Linked DNA regions of Mus musculus: region 1 is linked to region 2. The links are chromatin contacts, called in public HiChIP or PLAC-seq maps. All regions are on one chromosome and are shown on one strand. The core of a region is the stretch at or near the end of the contact, and the rest is flanking DNA. Distances in the headings are between cores, read along the strand shown. Region 1 overlaps Lgr6 (leucine-rich repeat-containing G protein-coupled receptor 6). Region 2 overlaps Lgr6 (leucine-rich repeat-containing G protein-coupled receptor 6).

Region 1 (4,063 bases), core at 40-2,539, 96 kb before region 2:
GTCCCGGATGGGGGTAGTTCCATCTGTGTGAGCACAGCTAAGGACCATGGATTGGGGGCCTTACATTAGTGTTCCACTCAGACACTCTGGGGATAAAGAGCTCAGGACAGTAGCCTCATCTGCGTGAGACTCCATCCCTCACCCCTCGCTGTTACTGTTGCTGCAGCCCCTCTAGCTAGGTTTTTTTTTGGGGGGGAGGGGGAAGGGGGGTTGTTTTGTTTTTCTGTTTTTGACTCTGCTCAGCGCTAGTTGTCGAATCTGGTAGTAGAGTCAAGACACAGGGATTGCCCGGGCAGTTCTTCCTTCATAGAAGGCTGTCAAGGCCGCCTCAGTGTGACCTCTCTCTCTAAGCCTTAGAGTCAGTCTAAGGGGTTCTAGTATGCAAGGGCAGTTAGATTTTTACACCCATGCAAAGCACCTCACTACAGAGCCATGATGGCCTTGTAGCTAGAGCTAGAGATCAAAATAAGGGCCAGAGCAGAAGCTGGTAAGTTGCAGGACCTAGTTTTGCAGGACTCAGTGGGTTACCCCTCAGATGACAGCAGTGTTGTAGGGCTAGAAAATGCTTCAGTGATTATGAGTGCTTGCTAGCCACTCTTCCAGAGGACTTGAGTTCAGTTCCCTGCCCCTACATCGTGTGTCTCATAATTGCCTGTAATACTCCTTCTTCTGACCTCTGAGGTCACCTACATACAGGCACACAACACAGAGAGACAGACAGACACACATATACAGACATGCACATACAGACACAGGCACATAGATGCACACACACACAGTCAGACACACACAGAGAAAGAGAGACAGACACACATACACAGACATACACATACAGACACAGGCACATAGATATACACAACACACAGAAAGAGACAGACAGACAGACATACACAGACACAGAAGCACAAACACAGGCACACAGACATATACACAGACACACAATACACACACAGACACAGCACACACACAGAGAAAGAGACAGACAGACAGACACACATATACAGATTTAGAAACACAGGCACACAGACACACACACACACAGAGAAAGAGACATAGACGGCACAAGCACACACACACACACACACACACACACACACACACACACAAATAAAAACAAAACTTAAAAAAAAAAAAAGAAAGAAAGAAAACGGACCTCGAAGCCGGCATGTGCGTGTGTGTGGCAAGGACAGAGAACTGGGCTCTGTGGCGGAACTCCCAGACTGTTTAGTGAGAGCAGCCACAGGAATGTGCCATCGGAGGGTAGGAGATGACAGCTCCTAATCAAGGACAGGATCCTGTGGCTTGCCCATGTGACTGCAGCCTCAGGGACCAGACTCAAAAAGCCACAGGGATTAGTCTGAGAAGCCCCGTGACTAAAGTCCCAGCCTTAGGCCTGGCCACTTACGCTTTAATTGTCCGCTCTACTGCCATTGTCTTCTATAGACTTGGCTCTTTAAGGACAGGGCACACACATTGCTGGGCTCTGTGGTTTCATCACTGAGGACAGTGCCTGTATGTTGCAGCCAGTTACAAATACTTACAGTGAAGACAGAGCTGCACGACTAAGTGGCTTGACCAGAGCTCTGGAGCTGGGGGGTGGGGGTGGGCCGTGAGGCTCACAGGTGATGTCTGCTGGCTTACCGCGCACCAGGCCTTGTTTAAGCTCTTTACCATCGAAGAGGGCAAGGCAGAGACAGGTGAACTCACTTACACAGAGTCTCAGGGCCTGCGAGAGTTCAGTCTCACTGCAGCAGGGCTGTTGCCGAGCCATGAAATGCCACAGGATGATGGGCTTTTCTAGGTCTCGCAAGGAAGAAGGAGCCAAGAGGGGCAGTGTGCAGGCACTGTGCAACCCATAGACCATGCTTTGCTCCCAGGAAAGGTCACCTGACTCTGAGTACCGCTAGGAGCAGCTCCCTCTGCCTTATCAAGGGTCTCAGGGAAGGGCAAAGGGGGCAGAAGTCATACGTTGCAGTTAACTTTTGGTGGCACTTCTGCGTGGAGTTTTAGGCCCTGAGGATGGGTCTAGCTTAGCAGCTTCACGAAGGAGTGTTGGGTCAGCTCATTTGGGATGGGCCTGGCTCCTTCCAAAGATATCGCCCTGTGGTTCTGAGGGTTAGAACCAGCCACAAGCTCCTGCTCTTCATTCTTCTCAGGTGCCCAGGCCCCCAGCTTGCTGCTGCTGTGACATGGTATCTCTATCTTCAGAGAACCACCATGTAGCCCAGGCTGTCCTAAAACTAACTCTGTAGTTCAGGCTAGCCTCAAACTCCCAATCCTCTTACTTTTTACTCCCAAGTGCTGGAATTATAGGAGTGCACAGTAACCACCACCACAACCACCACCACCACAACCACCACCACCACAACAACAATAACCACTAAAACAACTGCCACCACCACCAAACCCATTCTGTAAGAAAAAGGGGAAGCCCGGGTATAGTGGTACATCAAACCACAGTTTCTTGTATCTAGCAATTTTGAGAGGGAGGTATCTCTCCAGTTCTCTTGTCCTTGGCTTCCTATCTGTGCCACCCGACTTTGAGGCAACCCACAGAGGTCCTGGTGATGTGACAAGTAGCATGGTCTTTTAACCACAAGTACAAACAAAATCGTGTGTGTCTATCTCACCTGAATTTTAGTAATGTCTCCTTCCCTTTATCCTAGCCCCACCTTAATTAATTAGGCCACCTGTTGATGCCTTGGGTTTCCAGCTTTCTCCCTGGTACAATCTGACTTACACAAAGGTCTTCTTTTCCTGGCTGTCTCCTGGGAGTCCCCTTCATAGTACTCCAAACCCTTGCTAGCCCTTCAGCCTCTCCCTTCCTCACCCTGCCCGCTCTTTTTTCCCCCATCAGGGGTCCTCCTGGCACTGTTAGGCAGGCTGGGAGGCATTGTTACCAAAGAGGGAGCCAAGAAAAGACAAAACAAAGCAAACAGACATCTATTTAAAAGCACAACATTGTTCTCACATAGGAGTTTGTGCAAAGCCCAAGAGAACAATCTGTGCTGCTATGTGGATAGAGAAATACATTTTCCCGGATGGAAGTAACTCCCTGGTTTGGCAATTTATGAAAACTGCAAAATCCAAGAGAACTTGGTGTTGTGTTGTGAGTCTGGGGTTTTTAAGAAGATAATGACAAGGAGATCTTCCTTCTCCAATAGGAGGTTCATCTCCGGGAACAGACTACACGGAGGAGGCCACACTGGAAAGCCTGAGGTCCTTCTGGGCTTTAGAGCTCTTGGGGCACTGCAGGAACTTGCAGCATGACCACAGGTAGCCCTGCTCCTCCCCAGATCTGCTTTTGCTGTGTCAATGTGAGCAAGGTACCTGTCATGATGGGGCCTCTGCAGACATGTGGGATGATGCTTTTAGTCTTTATTGTATCCATCACTTACCGTGGTGCTGAAGATGGATCACAGGTCCTTTATTGTCTTAGGCAGATGTGGTGGGAATCCCCCTCTCTCCCCACTCTGGGCTTTCTAACATGCCCTATCCTACTCCTCACTGCCGCTATTAACTCCCTCACTGTCTCCCAGGATGGTGGGATGTCTGAATACTTCAGACTGGTCCTTAGGGAAGGGCTGTACTTAGGTGTTATGTGGCCTGCTGAGTCCCACCAGGAGACCATGAGAAGGCTCAGGAGAAATGCCTTGTCCCATTGTGGGTCCCAAATGGTGCTAGCCCATGTGCACTGGGTAGAATATTTGTACAAGCTATAACATACTGTAGCCATGAGTGACCTAGAGGGACATCGGGAAGATTCCCCTCAGAGATGACTTTGAGCCACAGGACTTATACTACGGAAGAACACTGTCTTTCATTAGTTGCAGCACAGTTATCTAGTTAGCTTTCTGTTTGGTACTGTGTGTGTGTGTGTGTGTACCAAGGGCCTGGGAAATGCAACGCAAGTGCTCTACCACTGAGCAAAATTCCCAGATCTCCTTTCCAACCATCCACTAATTTGTGGTTTATTACCACTATTTTCAGTTAGTATACAAAACAGTGAGTCTTACTGTGATTTTTTTCTTTCTTTTCTTTCTTCTTTATTTTTTATTTTTTT
Region 2 (3,904 bases), core at 479-2,978:
TCATGTCTGAAAATCAGCAACAAACAAGGATGAGGTGAAAGAGAAAGTTCTGGAAAACAAGGTCCAACTTGAACTTGCTTTTAAAATAGCTCACACAAATTGTCAGATAAATTGATGCGGAATAGTTATACAGCCATTAAAAATATGTGGGGTCTTTTTTTGTTTTGTTTTGTTTTGTTTTTTGAGATTGTAAGGGAGCATGCAAAGCTTAATTTAAGGAGAATAAAATCCCAACTTATTTTAAATATATATATAAAACCTAAAAGGAAATATGCCAAAATAAGGAGTTCTATTTGAGAGGTGAGGCCATACAGTTTAAATTTTGCCATGCTATATTTTCAAATTTCCACCTATTATTTCATAATCAGAAAAATGTTTTCTAAAATAGCTCCCACAGAAATCTGTTAAATTCCCCAGCCACCTAGCAATACATTGAAAAACAAGTCTAGAGCCAAAGGAAATGAAGAAATACTATGCCCAAAAGTTACAAGGTGACTTAAGAATAGCATTGGGGAAAGAGATGGAAAGACGCCAGGATCTGACCAATCTACTCTGGGGTCCAGTTGGAAAATTTGAGAAGTTCAAAGTATTTTTTCTTTGTTTTTAGTTAGGGTCTCACTATCATCTCAGGCTAGCCTCACACACATCCCCTCCTGCCTCAGCTCCCTAAGTGTTGAGATTATAGATGGGAACTGCTATACTTGGCAAAGTTTTCTATATTTCGATTATGCCCTTTGTCTTCCAAATACTGATTGCACGATAAACATGAAGTGTACTCAAAGCAAGGGAGAACCAGCCTAATAAGTCTACTCAGGACTTCTCGACCAACCGTGGAAATGTCAATGATGGCTTGGGCAGAGTCACCACCATAAAGTAGTTGACTCTGGACAGCGCCTCACTCTGCCTTTGCTCTCGCCTGAACGTCTCTTCGCTTCTGTCGGACAGTTTGTTCCTTCTATCTCTCCAAATCGTGTTCCTTTAGGAAGACTAAATTTCTTAGCATTTCCTCGGGTCTGGGTTTGCACTGCATCACGCATCTATTTCTGTGTATTTTTCTTCCCAGCTTCCTCTTAGTTCTCCCACCCCATTTTCGGGAGGTTTTTTTTTTTTTTTTTTCCTTTCGGGAGGTTTTTGTTTTGTTTTTGTTTTTTCGAGTTTTCAAGTCTCTATTTCTGAGACAGAAATTCTCTCCTGTTGGTCTCCTTTGAGTTAGGAGTTGTCTGATCATGGCTTTACCAGTGAGCTGGGTTCTGGCAGCTCTGGCTCTGGGCTTACATCTATCTCTGCTCCTCTCTCACACAGGCCCCTTCAAGCCCTGCGAGCACCTCTTTGAGAGCTGGGGCATCCGCCTTGCTGTGTGGGCCATCGTGTTACTCTCCGTACTCTGTAACGGGCTGGTGCTGCTGACAGTCTTTGCCAGCGGACCCAGCCCGCTGTCCCCCGTCAAGCTTGTGGTGGGTGCGATGGCAGGCGCCAACGCCCTGTCGGGCATTTCCTGTGGTCTCCTGGCCTCGGTGGACGCCTTGACCTATGGTCAGTTCGCTGAGTATGGAGCCCGCTGGGAGAGCGGTCTGGGCTGCCAGGCTACGGGCTTCCTGGCTGTCCTGGGTTCAGAGGCGTCGGTGCTGCTGCTCACACTGGCGGCCGTGCAGTGCAGCATCTCCGTGACCTGCGTCCGAGCCTACGGGAAGGCGCCGTCGCCTGGCAGCGTCCGCGCAGGCGCACTGGGATGCCTGGCGCTGGCCGGGCTGGCCGCAGCACTGCCGCTGGCCTCGGTGGGAGAGTATGGCGCCTCCCCACTCTGCCTGCCCTACGCCCCACCCGAGGGCCGGCCGGCTGCCCTGGGCTTCGCTGTAGCCCTGGTGATGATGAACTCGCTCTGCTTCCTGGTGGTGGCCGGCGCCTACATCAAGCTCTACTGTGACCTGCCACGGGGTGACTTTGAGGCCGTGTGGGACTGCGCCATGGTGCGCCACGTGGCCTGGCTCATCTTTGCAGATGGCCTCCTCTACTGCCCCGTGGCCTTCCTCAGCTTTGCCTCTATGCTGGGCCTCTTCCCTGTCACCCCCGAGGCTGTCAAGTCAGTCCTTCTGGTGGTGCTGCCTCTGCCTGCCTGCCTCAACCCACTGCTCTACCTGCTCTTCAACCCTCACTTCCGGGATGACCTTCGGCGGCTCTGGCCAAGCCCTCGGTCCCCAGGGCCCCTAGCCTACGCTGCAGCCGGTGAGCTGGAGAAGAGCTCCTGCGACTCCACCCAAGCGCTGGTGGCTTTCTCAGATGTGGATCTTATTCTGGAAGCTTCTGAGGCTGGGCAGCCTCCTGGGCTAGAGACCTATGGCTTCCCTTCAGTGACCCTCATCTCCCGACATCAGCCGGGGGCTACCAGGCTGGAGGGAAACCATTTTGTAGAGTCTGATGGAACCAAGTTTGGGAACCCACAACCTCCCATGAAGGGAGAACTGCTGCTGAAGGCAGAGGGAGCCACTTTGGCAGGCTGTGGCTCTTCCGTGGGTGGAGCCCTCTGGCCCTCTGGCTCTCTCTTTGCCTCTCACTTGTAAATATCCCTCTCTGTTTGTCCTCTTCCCGTCCAATGATGGCTGCTTATAAAAGAAAGACAACTCCAACTCCATAGCAAGATGGCCAACACCTCTGACTCCATTGTTCTCTCTCCACGACCCCTAACCAATGAGTGCTTCCAAGTCTTGCTTTGTCTTGGCCTTCAGCTTCACTTTCACCCTGGGCCTTCTCTGTCCAATCCAATACTTCTGACAGAGGCCTGGGAAATTTGCATAGGAGAAAGGAGAAAAGCAAAAGACAGTGAAGGTTATGGGGCCCTGACAGAGCCATGATCAGTAAGTGCAGAGTGATGGGGAGGTCTCACAGAGCATGACACTGGAAGACAACTACCAAAGACATTGGAGAGTCTCCCCTGTGACATATAGAATATAAAATGTGTTTTGTGTTCCATTAATCTTGACCTATGCTGTGCCAAAGTGCTTCCTGTTAAAATACACTTTGGAAGACATTGCATATTATGTCCCTTTCTTAGAGTCATGGGGTCATGTTAGTGTCTAAAAGGTCCTGAGAATTAGGACTTTTTGGCTTAATTACTACAGCAATTAAACTTAATTATTTGATGATACCTATATATTTGCTTTTCATGAAACACTTACAAATCTCTCATAGAACTTTATGGTTTTTCTCCCGGGGAATCATCTTCATACCATGGAGTACTACCCTATGACATCATAAGATGCCACCCTCTTTCAAAGCCCCTATGAAGCCAACCTGGGGTGAAGTGCCAGAGGTGACTGATGATCCGTCATCCAGGACAGATTTTGCATTCTGCTCCCCTCCCCACCTCACTTATCCTACTGGAACAGACACCTGGAGGAGCCTGCCCCATCTCCAAGGTGGGGCGGGGGGAAAGAGACCTTGATGTGTTCCCACACCACACCGACCCCAAGCAGTAATGAAATTTCTGCCCTCAGCAAGACAGGATTCTCAGGTCCTGGTAAGATATACACTGAGAAGTCTGTGGTTCTCTGGGCTTCCCCGAACTCTATGCTAACTTTGTATGGTTTTACATTGTATGCATCTCACTATGGCCTGGACCTCTCTTCTCATCCCAATCCTGTTACTGGTAGGGATGGAAAACCCAAGAGAAGGGATATTTGTATTGTGAATATTGCATTTTAGGGAGTGCTGTGGCTATCTGGGACTCCTGGATGCCCCCAACAGGCCTTTGATTCTTCTGCCTCTCTCCTCTTGATCTTTCTTACCCTCTGCTTCCCCAAGTGCAGTTGAGGTTCTATGCAGTGCCTCCGCCTCACTCCAAACACGGGAATTCAATCTCAGAGAGAGGAGGTAACAAGTGGGGAGAAGCCAAGACTCAGCAATAGAC

Evidence for each region. HiChIP or PLAC-seq counts read pairs in DNA pulled down with a chosen protein or histone mark.
Region 1: an H3K4me3 HiChIP or PLAC-seq map of craniofacial prominence shows a contact between it and region 2, with 2.5 times the contacts expected there. The contact joins two enhancer-like sites. A contact is called at or near these places in 1 of 39 promoter capture datasets (the SN4741 cell line), 19 of 484 Hi-C or Micro-C datasets (the CH12 cell line, the G1E-ER4 cell line, Sertoli cells and 11 more), 10 of 115 datasets of contacts at active chromatin or transcription factors (the 230-238 cell line, craniofacial prominence, effector CD8 T cells and 6 more) and 1 of 9 other capture datasets (liver).

The regions. Positions count from the first base shown.
Region 1 is chr1:135,080,872-135,084,934 of GRCm38.p6, reverse strand. All of the region lies in intron 1 of Lgr6 (leucine-rich repeat-containing G protein-coupled receptor 6), which reads left to right. Among named protein-coding and RNA genes, the nearest start is that of Lgr6, 22 kb to the left of the region's middle. Within about 2 kb of position 1,289, at least 32 of the 459 cell types and tissues checked have an H3K27ac peak or open chromatin away from gene starts, as enhancers often do. A contact at or near this core is called in craniofacial prominence, where this site is marked.
Region 2 is chr1:134,985,590-134,989,493 of GRCm38.p6, reverse strand. Lgr6 (leucine-rich repeat-containing G protein-coupled receptor 6) reads left to right here. Exons shown (of 18, transcript NM_001033409.3): 18 at 1,303-3,141. The coding sequence ends at 2,558. Among named protein-coding and RNA genes, the nearest start is that of Ube2t, 25 kb to the right of the region's middle. Within about 2 kb of position 1,728, at least 128 of the 459 cell types and tissues checked have an H3K27ac peak or open chromatin away from gene starts, as enhancers often do. A contact at or near this core is called in craniofacial prominence, where this site is marked.